2 separate regions of the Capra hircus genome follow, and region 1 is linked to region 2. Evidence: chromatin contacts called from public Hi-C data. All regions are on one chromosome and are shown on one strand. Each heading gives the region's core, a stretch centred on a gene start, on an enhancer-like site or on the middle of the called end of the contact. The rest is flanking DNA. Distances are from core to core; before and after follow the strand shown.

The links. A called contact is a pair of places that touch in the nucleus more often than the background predicts.
Region 1: a Hi-C map of blood shows a contact between it and region 2, with 2.5 times the contacts expected there. The contact joins two enhancer-like sites.

The regions. Positions count from the first base shown.
Region 1 is chr22:53,766,533-53,769,232 of ARS1.2, reverse strand. All of the region lies in intron 15 of LARS2 (probable leucine--tRNA ligase, mitochondrial), which reads left to right. Among named protein-coding and RNA genes, the nearest start is that of LIMD1, 58 kb to the right of the region's middle. Within about 2 kb of position 1,277, at least 1 of the 5 cell types and tissues checked has an H3K27ac peak or open chromatin away from gene starts, as enhancers often do.
Region 2 is chr22:53,656,618-53,659,317 of ARS1.2, reverse strand. All of the region lies in intron 2 of LIMD1 (LIM domain-containing protein 1), which reads left to right. Among named protein-coding and RNA genes, the nearest start is that of TRNAR-ACG, 25 kb to the right of the region's middle. Within about 2 kb of position 1,442, at least 3 of the 5 cell types and tissues checked have an H3K27ac peak or open chromatin away from gene starts, as enhancers often do.

The DNA of each region.
Region 1 (2,700 bases), core at 28-2,527, 110 kb before region 2:
ATGTTGGCAACTTGATCTCTGATTCCTCTGCCTTTTCTAAACCCAGTTTGTGCATCTGGAAGCTCTCCATTCACCAACTGCTGAAGCCTAGCTTGAAGGATTTTGAGTATAACCTTATTAGTATGTGAAATGAGCACGACTGTATGGTATTTGAACCTTCTTTAGTACTGCCCCTAGTTCGGAAAAAAAAAACAAGAAAAATTCCAGCAGGTTGTAATTCTGCCCATCCCCAGAAGAGAGCAGCATTGCACCACTTAATAACCGGCAAGAATTTAAGCCCAAGCTCCTTGTTTCTGCCCCTGCCCCTTCTGGAAGCTTAAAGCTACAGATTTTGATCATCCTACTGATAACCTTTACCTTTGGGATCCAAATCATGCCTCCCTTCTTCCATCCCAAGGACATATTTTTTATTTCTATTAAGAGTGACTAAAGCCATGTACCAAGAGTGAGAAAGGAGAGGAAAAACAGCAAAAACTGGTGCGCAGGGACACTAGAGCCTAAGACGGTGACAGCGAGTTCACCCTCCTGCCACTGAGCCCAGCAGGAAGAAAGCTGCAGTGTGCCTCTGTGTGTGAGGCGGCAGCATGTAAAGTTATTTGAGGAAGATTCCTAAAAGATGAGCTAGTGCTCAAAAATGTGCAGCCCGGGGGGTGTGCAAACGTCGGCCCCGTCGAGCCCACTGATGCCCAGGGACGGCCCCACCAGGAGTGGGGAGGCCGCCCTCACACGTAGGACACTCGTTCAGTTTGCTCTGTAGCCACTGTCTTCGTCTGCCCAGTAAAAAGTAACCATATGATTTTCTCCTCCTGTTTTAAAACTGTGTTGTGTCTTTTGTGTAATGAGGTTAAAATCCAGGTGCCACCCCAGATTGGATGGAAGGCACAGATGGCTTCAAGAGCTGGCAGCCCCAAACATCCACGTCTCCCTCCCTCCGTCCCGCCGTCCGTCTGTCTGTTCATTTGTATTTTTTCACCCACCATCCGTGTTTCGAGCATGTTTAAAGGGCCTGTTGTCCATTGAAACAGTGCTAAGCGCTGAGACAGATGAAAGGACAAGACAATAGTCCTTGTCACGACAGGGGCAGGGCGGCGGTAGACGGGTATTTATGTTGTAATCAGTACACAGCCTGGGCGTGCTCTTCATGGCCGAGCGTGCTGGACATGGCAGGACCCGAAGGAGAGTCCAGAGCTGCCTGCAGGGGACAGGGACGCCCACCAGAGAAGGGGGTGCCTGTGCTCAGTGGTGAAGGCCAGGTCCAGGTTACCCCAGGAACTCAGGCCGAGATGGGCATTCCTGCCGAGTCCTAGGGAGCGTGGCCGGTTCTGGGGACAGCCAGGTGTCCCTGGGACCTCTCTAGGACCAGCGGCATGTAGGTGTGGAGGGAGAGGCCCAGAGGGCAGACTGGCTGGCGGCAGAGAGCTGCACACTCTGTCTGTAGGCAGAGGCCCTTGAGCTTCCTGAGGAAAATGCAGATCTGGGGTCTTGGGCATCCAAACCCCAACCTGCCCTGGATACAGCTCGTGTGGCCCAAGGACACCAGGTTCCTCGCGGTTCTGTGCCTGTGCTCCTGAGAAATGGGGACCACAGACACCATTGCTCCCCCTTAAAGGTGCTTCTTTTTCATGTCACTCACATTGTCTGGGAATCTTCCTGGGACGTGGTACAGAAGGATGTCATTCTGCCAGTGGTGCCATTGCTGGTGGAATGTCTGCAAGGTGGAAGGAAGGCAGTTTTGTGACTCAAAGAGTGTATTATTAAGATAGCTTTTGGAGCCAGAACAATGGGGTGACTATTTTTCTGCATGTACGTCTTCCAAATTAACACGCTCCCATGGTGGACAGGCCCTGTGACACTGAGTAACTTGACTAATTTCCATTTAATGTTAATTATATTGGGTGTTTTACACCTTGGCAGATATCCCACACACACACACACATACACACCCGCCACCAAACTCACATGTGCACACACACATACATACACATGCTCCTAACAGGATTTTAAAACACAGAGACCAGGGGTCCTTTTCTTCTAGCTGCCCTTCACCTCATTTTCAGTCATCCCCGTTGTTCCACTCCATCCCTCTGAGTCCACTGGAGAATTTCCTTTAAACAGCGTCTGTGCACACAGCTGCTGTGACGGGCTGCACCGTGTACAAATCAGGGCCCTGTCCAGAGGCCTTCTTTCTCTGTACCAGGGTTCGTCTGTATTAGCCTCGCATGTGAAATGAGCTTCTGTTAATTAACAAAGCCAGCACCCTGTGCCTCCATCACTAGAGCTGGGTTTGTGCTCTGCTTGGCCTCTTTGAGGTTATTGGGTCTTTGAGTTATTTGTTTGATCACTAAAGTCGTGTCCACCTTCTTGTGACCCATGGACTGCAGCATGCCAGGCTTCCTTGTCCTTCACTATCTCCTGGAATTTGCTCAGATCCATGTCCGTTGAGTTGATGAGGCTATCTGTTGGGTCTTTGAGCCTCTAAGAAGCCGCTCCGTGTAAGTGAGCTTGAAGCCCCCGAGGGTTCTTATGTTGATAGATGAGCTGTGCTGGGGGTGATGTTGGCAGAGAATGTCAATCTGTCTCCTCACTCAAATGTTCCTCCCTGTGCTTTATAAGAGTGAGATATGGACAGGTGCTCTCAGCAGAGGTCTCCACAAATTGAGTGGGGAGTAGCTCTTTCTTGCGTGCTTCAAAACTGCACAG
Region 2 (2,700 bases), core at 193-2,692:
TTTTTGGTAATAAAGGAAACAGAGATGCAGCCTTTGCCTGCTGCCCCTGCCTCTGAGATGCAGCCTTTGCCTGCTGCCCCCGCCTCTGGCGTCTGGACATGGGACTCCTCAGCTCTGGGACCTGGCAGGGAGAGGATTTGTCTGGCCAGCTGGGCACTTTTTAGAATGATCATCAAACTGACACCTGCTTATTATTAAGTTTTGGGAGGTTTAGGAGGGTATAAAGAAGCAAACCACTAGTGACCTCCTGCCTCACCCTCCACAGTCATTCAGATACCATGTATGTCTACCGAGAGACACTATCATTCTTGGACAGCTTTCCTTTCCAGTCTTTTTTCTTTAGATTTCTTCATTACGTAATTGAATCTTCCTTTTTTTTTTTTAACTTTTCACATTATTACATGAGTTTTATTTGAAAATTAAGAAGACAGTATTGTTTCTCAGATTATGAATACATGATTCTAGAAAAATTTAAAATGTGTGAAGCAGAAGGTGAAATTTCTCAGACCATCTTCTACTGTATTTAATAATAGAAAAATTTTGTAACTATTGAAAAGCATAAAGTGGTAAGTGAAATTTCCTTTGAATAAGCCTGTCAGTGCTATATAACATTAGATAAGTTTTGGAAAGAAAAATATAAAATAGAAAGTGAAATTTTCCTGTAGTACTATCAACCAGTGCTAAAACCTATTCGTTTCAGTATGCAGTCTTCCTTTTTCTTTTTCTTTAGCATCAATGGTGTGTGTGTGGGCATAGGTTACCAAAATGGAATTGTGCCGTAAATGCATGGGCAATCTAGCTTGCGTTTTTCCCTTACTAACGTAATTTGAGTATTCTCCTCTAGTAAAGCATTTTCTCATACCACTGAAACACTTATTTGAAGGGTATTTTAAATGGCTACATGTTACATTTAAATGTACTCTGCTTTATGTGATCATTTCCTCTAAGGCTGCCAGTTTGGATCCAAGTAAACATTTATTCATATTTCTGATTCATTCCCTAAGCTAAGTCCCAGACAGCCCCACTGAGTCAGAGATAAATAATTCAAGAGTTTCCTCTCCAGGGTGAGCTTATCATATTACCAGTCTTCTCTGTAGCTTACGGAAATACGCAGTGACAGCCATCACAAACAAATGTGATTGTTTTAAAAAATCTTTGTTATCATATGTGAAAAAGCTTTCATTTATCTTTCTTAGAATGCTACAGGGTTTGAGTTTGGCGTGTGTGATCCTTTTCTTCTGTGATTTTTGGAAGAGAGGTGATCTGCCCCCTCTATTAAATAAAAAAGCTAATTCCTGCCTAGATTCCTTAGAACGTCCCGGATCCCATTCCAAGAGAAGAGCTGGGTGTTCGCCACACCTTGGCTCAGAAGCTTTCTCCCTCTCTGGGAAGTCCTGTGCGTTTCCAGGCCACCTCCTGGCTCCCTCTAGTGGCTCCTTAGCAGCTGCAGCCTCGCTTCCTTGGCTGTCGTCCGCACCGGTTCGTCCTGGTTGGGACACCCCAGAGCAGAGCAAGGGCGCGCCGCAGACTTGCAGCCAGATGGTGTGTGTGGCGGGGGACTGTTCTCCTGAATGTCTGGGCAGCTCCTCTTAACGGTGGGCTCTTTGTGTGCTTGTCGCCTTGGCTGTAGGGAAGCAGCGCATTAGTGCTCACCCTGAGCCTGGACGGGGCACAAGGTGGAAAAGATACTCTTGTTAGTTCTCACTTTCCTTTCTGAAACTCTGAGTCCTCCGGAATCTTTTCATGGAGGGGAAGAATAGTAAGTCAGTAGCATTATTAAATTAAACTTCTAGGGATGTCAGAGGGTTCTGTTACAGGGACCCTGACATCATTGAGCTGTGGGTACTTGTTCTTTTAGTCTAGTTTTGTTGGGAAGGACTTCCCTGGTGGCTCAGATGGTAAAGTGTCTGTCTGCAGTGTGAGAGACCTGGTCAGTCCCTGGGTTGGGAAGATCCCCTGGAGAAGGAAATGGCCTTCCACTCCAGTATATTGCCTGGAAAATCCCATGGACAGAGGAGCCTGGAAGGCTACAGTCCATGGGGTCGCAAAGAGTCAGACACGAGTGAGCGACTTCACTTAGTTGGGAAGTGCTTGTGAAGGTTCTATAATGAGAACCTCCTAGAACAACTCGGAGGGGAGGACAGAAGGAAAGTTTGGAGAGCTAAGGACTTCTAACATACGCTCTATTGCCCTTCACGCTCTCTCAGTCCATTAAAGTTTGTTGTTCAGGCAATAAAAGTGATATACGCAGTGATTACAGGAGGGGAGAAAACTAACAAAAATCACCATTGCCTTTACTCAGAGGTGACGGTTGACATTCGGTTTACATGTATGTATGAGCATACATTTATTTTTGCATGTTTATCCCTATCTAGGTATACAAACACACACATACTTGCCTTTTTCTAAGGATTATTGATGTTCTTTATGCGTTTTAGATACTAATGCTGCGTTGTAGCCATCTTCTCATCCCTGACTTGCTTTCCTTCTATTCAACTTATTGCCCTCGGTTAGATGATTACCACAGAACTGGAAAAGGTTAGTTTTCATTCCAATCCCAAAGAAAGGCAATGCCAAAGAATACTCAAACTACCGCACAATTGCACTCATTCACACGCTAGTAAAGTAGTGCTCAAAATTCTCCAAGCCAGGCTTCAGCAATACGTGAACTGTGAACTTCCAGATGTTCAAGCTGGTTTT